Regions from separate parts of the Manis pentadactyla genome. Here region 1 is linked to region 2. A link is a contact called in public Hi-C data. All regions are on one chromosome and are shown on one strand. Each heading gives the region's core, a stretch centred on a gene start, on an enhancer-like site or on the middle of the called end of the contact. The rest is flanking DNA. Distances are from core to core; before and after follow the strand shown. Region 1 holds the start of HDDC2 (HD domain containing 2). Region 2 holds the start of HINT3 (histidine triad nucleotide binding protein 3).

The links. Hi-C and Micro-C count contacts between places; a contact is called where the count stands out from the background.
Region 1: a Hi-C map of fibroblasts shows a contact between it and region 2, with 6 times the contacts expected there. The contact joins the promoter of HDDC2 here to the promoter of HINT3 in region 2. A contact is called at or near these places in 2 of 3 Hi-C or Micro-C datasets (fibroblasts and skin fibroblasts).

What each region holds. Positions count from the first base shown.
Region 1 is chr12:64,547,253-64,553,380 of mManPen7.hap1, reverse strand. HDDC2 (HD domain containing 2) reads right to left here and starts at 4,482. Exons shown (of 6, transcript XM_036903895.2): 1 at 4,256-4,482; 2 at 2,990-3,111; 3 at 1,209-1,311. The coding sequence starts at 4,339.
Region 2 is chr12:63,942,299-63,947,680 of mManPen7.hap1, reverse strand. It overlaps HINT3 (histidine triad nucleotide binding protein 3), which reads left to right and starts at 2,085. Exons shown (of 5, transcript XR_005028512.2): 1 at 2,085-2,473.

The DNA.
Region 1 (6,128 bases), core at 3,233-5,732, 600 kb before region 2:
CAGTATCTTGAGTTAATTGGTTTCTTTCTGTATTAATTCTGCCAATCAATCTAGGATTTGTTTATTCATGACAGTCTAGACTTCTACAGAGAAACATTTAGCTTCCTCCCTTTTTGTAGGCTGTTCTGATGCTCGGCCTGTATTCTGGACCTGTATCAGGGCAGGGAAAACACACTCTTCCCTTGTTTCTAACATCTAGGATGTGTTGAAACTCCTAAACTGGTATTCTTTGTAGATCTTCTTGCCTCTAAGAGGGGCAAAAACGCTGTTGGCTACCTCCCCAGCTCTGAGAACAGCTATTTAAGCCCACCTGCCCTTTAAACCATCTTGACAAAGGGCTGGTTCACTTAGCAATTCAGGATGAATTTCTCTGGCCTATAGTAAAAGCAGTGTGCAGTAATCCCTGAACTGAGAATCAGCCATTCAGCATTAAAAAATAGCCTTCCTGGGTTTTCCAGCCCCTGCTGCAAATACCTCTTCTTCTTTGATCTTAGGCTCTGAGTTTAGAGCCCAAATTGATACTGATTGACTATTTTATTTTTGTTTTGTTCATTTCGTACTAAAACAAATATTTTTCTTTACTTGAAATTACTAAATTAAAGGACTAATTTAAAATTCACCAAATAATAATTATGGTAATGGTCATACTTATGATTTCTGGAGCTTAACTACCATGAGGCACTCCTTCAAGTTCCAGATATTTCCATTGTTCTAATGAAAGCCATACTATTTATGTCCAAATATAACACAGGGACAGGAAACTAAATGCTAGGAGCAGGCATATTTTTCCATTCTAGTTTTCAAGAAGATTGAGAACAAGCAAGAACCAATTTGCTGCTTACTCCAGGAACTCCTTGCTTCTGGGAGGGAAAACTGTAAACAACCAGAGAGACCCTAATAGCACACACCAAGAGCTTACTCTTCAAGACCCTCTCTAAGACTCTGCCTCACCAGCTCCTGCCAACCTAAGGCTATTATGTCCCGAACTCTGTGTTCTCTCAACTAGTTACCCATACTGTAAGACCCAACTAACCATCCTCCAGCTCAGGTCCTAAGACTCTGTTACTATGCCTTCCTGACCATCCCCTTCCTGCATCACTACCAAGACTGTCCAGGCGGTGCTCTCCCTAACTGCAATCGGTCTAATCAACAGCCTTGCTTTGAGGCTTTTCTGGAGATCTCTTATGGAGTCAACAATCAACACTGACCTCTTCTCGCCTATGTTTCTCTTCTTTGGGGATGTTATCTGCTGGTGCTATGTCCCCAACGATGCATTCTGCCATATCGTGAACCAGGGCTAGGCGTACACATCTGACCAGGCAAGAAATGGTGAATAATTACACAGTTATATTCACTTCAAGTTCCTTCTCTATATTATTCTGAAGTTATATAATATATTTTTCTTTCTTTACCCTCACAGAGTACTTAAATGCAGTATTTTCTAAGGTAATTATATTCTGCAAAGCTGCAATAGAGCTGAATCACAACTACTAGTTAATATTCAACATAATAATTGTTATAATTGTTAGCATGAATTTTTTTTTTAAATGCTAGTTCCTCAACTCTCACTTTAAATATTGATAACTTTACAAAGCCAGGAGATGGATCTGGCTACAGTATTTACTTACTGATACAAACTTCAGAAACAATCATTTCCCCAGTAAACTAGTTAAGATGTCAAATAAGGCCCTTTATAGAGAAATGGGTGGAGCTGGACAGATCTAGGTTCGACTATAGCAACCAACATTTATTAGCCGTGTGACCTTTGCCAAGTTACTTAATTTCTTTAAACAGTTTTGTAAGCTTTTATTTTATTATCTGTAAAAAAAAGAACAGTAATACTTCATAAGGTTGGTATGAAAAGTAAACTTGATAATTCACATTTCTGGCACATGCTGATCATTCAACAAATGGCTATGATTATTAGTGATAATGATTAGCGATCAGGATAATCATCTTCAAAATAACAAAGGCAGATCATGAGATAAATGCTCCAGAAGGCCAGTTTGTTTTTATGTTCCCATTATTACCAAAAATGGTAGAGGCCTAACAGCTTCCTTGTAGGTGTCCCTGCCTACAGTCTCTCTCTCAGGCTAGTCTTAAGTTCATTTCCATTCAACACCACATTCATCTTGTACTGTTTGCCAAAATCTCAGCTCCACATCATCTGCAGAGTAACACAGCTCCTCAGACTCCCTGTTGAACTGTTGCTGCAATCATACGGTTTTACTTATCATCTGCAAAGTTTACCTTTACTGCCCCACCGCCAGGGCTTTGGTGTCTATGCCATGCCCTTCCCTCTGCGTGCCGTGTCTTCTACTTCTCTATCTCGTCAACCCTTTAAAGCTCAATTCAGATTTCGCCCCCAACATTAAGATCACTCAACAACAGGTGATCTCTCCTGTTAGTACACCTTGCTAATTCTCTTAAACGTATTTCGTGCCTTTTGTAGAAGCCACTTTGGGCCTCTGTAAATTCATTTGAGGTTTATATACCATCTTATATTTCTGGCAAACTTCGTTCTGTGCTGCAAAAGCATTTTAAACACTTGCAAATTAACACAAGGAGGAAGGATACCTCTTTCTCAGCTCTACTTCGCCAGTGCCATTCCAAAAAGCCACGTCACAAATGGGTGCTACTATTCATAACAGGGACTAGATAAAAGCAAATAGAGCACTAACACCATGAGAGAATTTTAGATATGACACACTCTCCCTCATGGCCCTGGAGGCCCTAATATACCACAGTGATGTTTCCTGGAGGCCAAGCGATACTTGTCAAGAGAAAACCCTGAGTGCAGTTTACCACACTGAAGCAATCAACACACATAGTTCTCCTTCCCACAGTCTGAATCGTATGGTTCACCTTAAATAATTTTTCTTAACACATAAAATAACCTACAAGAATTAGACACAGGCATTAGTATGGAAAATGGTACACATCCCTATACCAAAGATCCTTACAAGCATCAAAGTTCATGCCAGCTTACCGGTCTTTGTTAAGACGGTCATCTTTGGTCAGCAGAGCCATAACTGCCATTCTGTACATGTGATCTGATACGCTCTCTGGCCTCTCAACATTTCTGTATACCCAGCCAGTCCGTGGGACTCTCTGATGAAAATGAGGAAGAGAAAGAAATTTATAAAAATACATGTTTTAACTGTCTGCTATGCTCTTCAAGAGAAGTCCAGGGAATAGTGCACAGAAGTAGGGTTATTGTTTCAGAACATATTAAAAAATGCTTAACTGACCAAAATGATCAACAACTGGAATCAAATAAACCAGTGAGGCCAGAGAATGAGAAGAGATGATTCGCCAAGTATTCAGTAGGAAAGGCCAATAACCAAGTTAGTCTGCATTACTGATACATAAATTACAGAACATATACAAGGTCCTTCAGTCATAAAACCAAACTGTCGACTATTTTATTTTCATATTACAAGAGTTGGGACATTTTGCTTTCAGTCCCAACGAACACAAGTAGAAAACATTGTGGTGAAAGCTCTGAACTTATTGAATAAATGACAGACTTCCAAATTCTGAAGCAGGAAGGATAAAGGTATTGCTAATTGTCACGAGTCCTGACTCTTCTCTTTATTCAGATCATGAAGTGACCTTGTGAGACTGCATTTTTCTCCTCGAAGTCCACCTTTCCAAAGTGTTGTATAAACAGCAATGGTAGTGGCATTAAACCGATAATGTGCTTTGAACTTAAGGAAATTCTGCAAAATCATTAACTGGGCTGGGGTGGAGACGCACATGATGCAAATCCAGCGTGTACTATACAAAATAAAAAAAGAAGTTGTGTTGTGTCCGGAAATAGCTGCGAGACAGATTTAAAGCACCCACTTAAAATCTGCCCGCCCATCCGCTGCTCCGCGCCCCACCCCAACCGCCCGGCTGTAAGGCCGCGAGCCCCAAATGCACCAGGAGAGACGCGGGCCGGGCCGAGGCCCCGCAACGCATCGCGCCGGTGGCTGTCCGGGGGCCCCGCCGTGCACAGCCCCAGGCCGTGTAGACGTCGCCGGCCGGGGTCGGCCTAGCAGTCCGGCCGCGCCCTCCCCGCCGACGCGCTTTCTCCGCCTCCCGCCGAGCCGCGCGTCCGCCCACGGAGGCACCTTCCGGCTCAGTCCCTCGGCGGGAGGGCGGGGGCGGCCGGAGGCCGCTGCCCGGGGAGACTCCGCAGCCACGTCGCCCCGCGGCCGCCCGAGCCTTACCCCGCGCGCGGCCCGGCCGGCCACGAACGGCCGCTCACCTTCAGCTGCCCCACCAGCCGCAGGAACTGCAGCAAATTCCGAGCCCCGCCGCCGCGCCGGGCCGCGGCGGAAGCCAGAGCCATGCGGCCTCCGATCCGGGAAGGGCCGGGGCGGAGCCGGCCGCGCGGCCGCAGCCTGACGCTGCACCCCTTCCCCGCCCCCTCCGCCTCCGCTCTCCGCCCTCTCGGGCCTCTGCTGTCTCGCGCTGGTGTTCGCAGGCCCTTCCGCCCGGTTTGCCACCTTCCTGCCTCGGAGGCTGCCCCTTGGGCATGGCGCCGGCCGTGGCAGACGCGGTGTTTGGTGCACACTAGGCACGCCTTAGTTGTTTGCTACACTCCACTGAATTCCAACAAACTTTTAAAGAGATTACAGTGGGGGGGCGGGGTGGAGGTGGAGTGCTAAGCAGTACTGCACCAAAATCTTGTCTTTCAGCAGCTCAGCTTCTGATTAGGGGACGGGATAAGGCGCCCCACTTCAAGGTGGGTAATCTGTATAAACATTTTAGCAGAGGCAGGAGGAAAGGTGAAGCAGCGATGCAAGTACTGCAAGGACTTTGGAGATGGCGGTAAAGCGGCCAATTGGTTAAAACAATCCTGTGATGAAATCAACAACCTCCCCAACATCCCAAGTGCTGAAAAAGCCCTTGTGCCAAAAAGTTGGTCAGGATCTGCCTTAATTCCCTCAACAACCAATGGTGCCAATTTTTAAAGACATTTTAGGACCCCCTTCACTGAAGGACTCAGGCAGAAAGCGTTGCCTGTATGAGGCAAGGAGGGAGTAGGGAGACCAGTAAGGGACTTGAAACAATTCTTTGGGATGATTTTGGTTTGGGCCTGGGTGGTGGTGGTGAAGGTGGTGAGAGGTTGTTGAATTTGGGGTGTAGTTTTAAGTTGAGGTAACAGCATTTGTGACAGACCAGACATGGGAGTATGAGAGAGAGGAGTCACGGATGACTCCGCAAATTTTGGTCTGACCAACCAGAAGGATGGAGTTGCTATTTACTGAGCTGGAGGAAACTCCAGGAACAGTAAACTGTCGGAAGGGGAGGAATCAGAAGTTTAAGACGTGCTTGAGATTTCCATTAGAAATCCTAGTAGAGATATAAATCTGGAAGTCAGGGGAAAGGTAAAAAAATTGTTTAATTAAAGTGTCATTGATATGCAACCTTATGATGGTTTCACATAAGCATGCACCGTTGTGGTTTCAACATTCACCCATATTACCAAATCCTCACCCTCTCTGTTGAGGTCACTGTGTGTCAGCGTGGTAAGATGCTGTAGAGTCATTACTTGTCTTCTTTCTGCTGTACTGCCTGCCCCAGACCGACCTATATTGTGCCTGCTAATTATAATGTGCCTTAATCCCCATCACCCTACCTCCCCACCCACCCTCTCCTTTGGTAACCCCTAGTCTTAGAGTCTGTGATTCTGCTGCTGTTTTGTTCCTTCAGTTTTTTTCTTTGTTCTTATACTCCACATATGAATGAAATCATTTGGTACTTGTCTTTCCCGCCTGGCTTATTTCACTGAGCATAATACCCTCTAGTTCCATCCATGTTGTTGCAAATGGTAGGATTTGTTTTCTTTTTATGGCTGAATAATATCCCACTGTGTATAGGTACCACATAGTGCTTCGATAAACATAGGGGTGCATGTGTCTTTTTGAATCAGGGCTCTTGTTTTTTTTCCAGTAAATTTCTAGGAGTGGAATTACTGGATCAAATGGTATTTCTATTTTTAGTTTTTTGAGGAACCTCCATATTGCTTTCCACATGGTTGAACTAATTTACATTCCCACCAACAGTGTAAGAGGGTTCCTGAGGAAAAGTAAAAAATTTATTTAATTATTGTAGTAGGAAGATAGCCAGACAGG
Region 2 (5,382 bases), core at 836-3,335:
AATAGTCAAGATATGAATGCAACCTAAGTGTCCATCAGTAGATGAATGGATAAAGATGTGGTACATATGCACAATGGAATATTACTCAGCCATAAGAAAAAAACAGATCCTATCATTTGCAACAACATGGATGGAGCTAGAGGGTATTATGCTCAGTGAAATAAGCCAGGCAGAGAAAGACAAGTACCAAATGATTTCACTCATATGTGGAATATAAGAACAAAGGAAAACTGAAGGAACAAAACAGCAGCAGAAGCACAGAACCCAAGAATGGACTAACAGTTACCAAAGGGAAAGGGACTGGGGAGGATGGGTGGGAAGCGAGGGATAAGGGTGGGGAAAAAGAAAGGGGCATTACTATTAGCATGTATAGTGTGTGTGGGGGGGGGCATGGGGAGGGCTGTGCAACACAGAGAAGACAAGTAGTGATTTTACAGCATCTTACTATGCTGATGGACAGTGACTGTGACGGGGTATGTGGGGGGGACGTGGTGAAGGGGGGAGCCTAGTAAACATGATCTTCTTCATGTAATTGTAGATTAATGGTACAAAAAAAATTTAGCAAATAGAATCCAACAATATATTAAAAGAATCACGCTGAAGTGCAATTTATCTAAGAAATGCAAGGTTGGTTTAACTTTCAGAAATTAAAAATGTAATTCACTGTACTAACAAGCTGAAAAAAAAAGTTCATGCTTCACTGATGCCTGCAATGGGGCATGGGGGGGACACGATAATATGGGCGAATGTAGTAACCACATTGTATTTCCATGTGAAACCTTCATAAGAGTGTATATCAATAATACCTTAAAAAAAATCAGAGTGAGGTGAAGGGGTACTACATGCATGAAAATAGTGGATACTTCAGTTGGGCAAAGTAATGTGCTGATTCTGAACCCTGCCTTTGGTCCCTGAGGGGCTATGAAGGTATGACAGTGGTTCCCCAAACCACTGGCAAACCACAAAAGCAATGAAGAACGTCTTGAACACATACGTAAAACTAAAAATTATAAAACTGTGATTAATACAACATAAATTCACTCAATGACATTACTGAATTCAACAAAGAGGACTGTTAGTTAGTATGTATATTCTAAGTCAACAAATACCAAGGGTACAACTATTATAATAAGCTAGTCTAAGAAATTTTTCTATTTTAAAAAAGGAGTTCTGTGTTCAGACAGACTGGTGGGTTCTGGAGTTAGATCTTTATCCGAACTCAATCACTATTACTAATTAGTTGTGTGGTATGGGCCAAATCTCTCGAGTTTATTTCTTCATCTCTATAGTGGGGATTATAAAACCAACTTTGCTTATTTTGACAATTAGAGAAATACCTGAGATATTTTAGGTGTTCAGCATAAAATGAAAAGCTGAGGTCGAATCACTGTCCATCTTTAATACCAGTCTAAGGAATTGGTATTTTATTTTGGGCAAAACAGTTACTGAACAGTTTTTGTTCCAGTGACAGGGTAATCAGTTCCTTAACTAGGGAAACCTATTAGGTTATTGCAGAAGTGGAGGTGAGGCATAATGAGGCATTGGCAGTGAGTTTCTGGAATATTTCAGACCATAAACTACAGGACTCTGCATTTACCTGTTTATGAGGGATGTCAGATAACAGCCACTATTTTGAGCTAGCTGGTACTGTTAACAAAAAGTAAACAGAGATGTGAAGTTCAGTTTGCAGCTAAGATTATTGTGACTGAAAATTAATACACAAACCATCAAACACGATGTCTTTTGAAAAGAAAATATTTTGTTCATTCTCTTTAAAAGAGCAGGTTTTTAAAAGCTTTTTCTTTAACGAACGGTGTAATACACTTGGGGTCGGATATATTACAGGCTTGCGGAAAGGCCCTCGAAAATACCCAAGTGCCACTTAGCCCGACGTTAGAGCGCGCCGGTGATGTCACTGCTACGTAGGGCGCCCTAAGGCGTCTCGGCGGACGTCTTGCGTCATTACCAGCGAGACGCCGCTGGCGGAGCGACTCCCGCCGCCGCCGCCGGCTCCTCCCGGTAGCACCATCGCGCGTACTCGCACGCCCCCTGGTGGCTGCCGGCTTCGAGGTTGGCCCCGGTATTGAGGCCCAATACGGAGTCGCTCCCTCTGGCGGCAGCCTGGATCAGCGCGTGCGCCCAACTCGGGCTCCCCAGCAGTAGGCGAGGGGCGACGCCTCGAGGTAAAACCGAGGAGGTGCAGAAGGCGGACTCTGCTCTGGCCCAGTCGTCCTGGCGAAGCGGAGACTCGCGGTCACCGGGGGCACGTGCCATGGCGGAGGAGCAGGAGTGCGGTACCGTGGCGTCAGGCTCTGCCTGTCAGGCGGCAGCAACTGCGGAACCTGCGGTGTCGTCAGCGGAGGCCGCCGAGGTGGTCGCACGATCCCCGAAGCCGGAGGACTGCAATAGCAAGTGCGTGTTCTGCCGGATCGCGGGGCGGCAGGAACCGGGCGCGGAACTCCTCTACTGTGAGGTGGGTAGGGACGCGCGACCGGGAGCGCTGGTCGGCGACGCGATCCCCGCGCAGCCCCGCAGGGACGCCTTGCCACCGTGGGCCAGGGCGGGGCTGTGCCGCCAACCCCTCAGAGCTCCCGGGAGGGAGGGAGGCCTCGCTCGTGTGGCCTGGGGTGGGGAGGACCCTGGTGGGTGAGGCCGGAGCAGGCTGGGTGTCCTCGCGGTGATGACGGCCTTGCTGCTCCCCGAGCGGGAGTGTCTGCAGCGGCATCTCTGCTGTTCGGAGGGGAGAAAGTGTGGTGATAAAGCCAAATACTTCGAATTTCTAGACACTGCTTTTAAATTCTGCACACTGTAATACTGATACTGCGGAGAAAACTAGTAGAAGATAGGTAGTGGTATCATGAAAAGCTCGTTTGTTAGAGCGACTGGAAGTAAACGGGGGATATTGAGTCAGAGGTTGAGCTACTATATAGTAGCCTCTGATTTTCACTGAAGCATTCAGTTCCTAGGTAGGAGTGTTGTCAAATTGGAATGTGTGCACATTTTCATAGAACTAAGATTTTGCCCCGGAATTTTAAAAGAGATACTCAGTACATGCTTGCCTCTACCAGTTCTACTTGTCTTAAAAAAAACACACACACGCACACACACAAAAACAGTTTTTTGAAAGAATCCAAAAACTCCAAAGATTGTTTTTTGGAGTAATCAGTATTCATTTGTTAAAAGTTAATTGAATGCTGAACACCTGTGTTGGAGATTCAGTGGTGAACAGAATGAAGAATAGTTCCTGTCAGTATCACCGACAAATGAGGCAGCTGATCGCAATGCCCTGTGCTGTGGTGAAGTGGTTTTACCACCTGCAGTATTTTGCAAAGCTGTGGGAGGGGCACCTAACCTAGATTTGAAGGGCCAAGGAAGGCTTTCAGGAGGAAGTGAGACATGAAGACAGAAGTAGGAGTTGACCAGGTAGGAGAATAACGTCGTAGGTGGAGAGAACCTTGAGAAGTTTGGATCATGCCATAGAGCTGACAGAAATTCAGTCTAACTGGAGCATAGAGTTTGAAGGGATGAGTGATGAACGATGAAGTTTGAGAGGTAAACAAGGGGCCACATTATTTATGGTGTTGTCATATATGTAAAGGAGTTTTATCTTTAACTGAAGAGTGAAAGAAACTTTCACAGTGTTTAATGCTGGGATGGGAGGGGCTTGAGTAGTGGCATCAAGAGGTTTGGTCTTTGAAAGATCATCCTGGTACTATTGTGGAGAATAATTTGGAGAGGACCAGTGTGGAGGCACGGAGACCTATTAGGAGGCTACTGATGAAGTAAAGCTTCCTGATGAAGGCCTGACATAAGAATGTGGTAGTGGGAATGAAGAAAAGTGGATCAATTTAAGGATATTTAGGAGTTAAAACAGGCAGGACTTGTTGATTGATATAGCCTAGGGGTTCCCACCTGAGGGTAAATGCTCCCCGAGGGGATATTTGGCAATATCTTGAGACACTTTTGATTGTGACAACTTGGCAGGGGAGTGAGGTGGGTTACTGACACCTAATGAGTGGAGTCCAGCTTTGCTACCATTACACAATGCACAGGACAGCCGTCTGCAACAAAGGATTAGCTGACCCCAAAATGTCAACAGTGCCTAAGTTGAAAAACCCTGATTTACTAAATCAGTGTAGGAGAATGAGGAAGAGAAGTGGGGAAGTCAAGGATGATTTACAAATTTCTGGTTAGGGTAAATTGGTAGTGGTGGTACCATTTCATTAAGATTGGGAATATAGGAAAACAGATGTCCAGGAGAGTGGTAGGAAGTAGCAAAGTGATGGGTTCAGTTTGGAGTCGAGGAGTTGGAGGTGAGTGTGAGGCATACAATGGTTAGATAGTCTGGCATTCTGGAGAGCTTGGGATCTCCAGCCCAGGTTGTGGGAACTTCCAGTTCATAGATGGAAATTGAGAAGAGGAATTAAAGAGATCGCCCAGGAAATACATGTGGAGTAAGAAGTGAAGGGGGCTTACACAGAGCACTAAAGAACAGTAACTTCATAAGGGAGGCACAGAGAAAGAGGACCTGGAAAGGGGATAGAGAAGAAACAGAGAAATAGAAAACTAGGAAAGCTAAGAAAAGGCAGTATTTTCAGAAGAAAGAATTTATCAGCAGTTTCAGCAGCAGCGTCAGCCTTCCTTAGTCAAGTCTGAGTTAGGTGATCCCCCTACATGCTTGTGGAAAGGCCGGGTTAGATCAGGGTTGGTTTTGTCCCCAAACTGACGGTCACTGACTTCAAGGAGAGCAATGGATTTGTTGAGGCAGAAGGTAGATGGCAGTCAAATGAGAAGAATCTGGGGGTGCACAGTTGAAGACAGCAAACATGGACAACTTTTCAAGGAAGATGGAAGTCTTGGGGAGGACAGCAAGGCAGTGGTAACTCCAGAAGAAACTGGAAGTCAACAGAAAGCTTTTTAAAACAGTGAAGACTTTGATGTGTTTAAATTTTTTTCTTTGTTAGGAACATTCTCAGAGTAAACTATATGAAGAGACTGGGGACATTTTTATACAGGAAATTGGACATGGTCAATCTTTTAATTAATTTGTACCCTAAATAGGGGGCACAGGATGAATATATACAATAGTTCATATAATACAAAACATAAGCAAGAATACATGTTTGTGTTCCAGTAGTACCCAGAAAGTTGCATATCTCTTTCAAATTAAATCTAAGATGATTTGATATACTAATTAAAGGTTAAAGGTCAACCTTTTAAAAAAGAATAATCATCTAATATTTGTGTTTTACATTAAATATATAATATATATTTATTCATATATATTCATTATAAACATTTAGAAACACTTGGGTTTATAAAGTAAGGTATACTTGTAATTAAATGCCGAGAAGAAAATTTGATTTGGAATTTGGAGTTGCC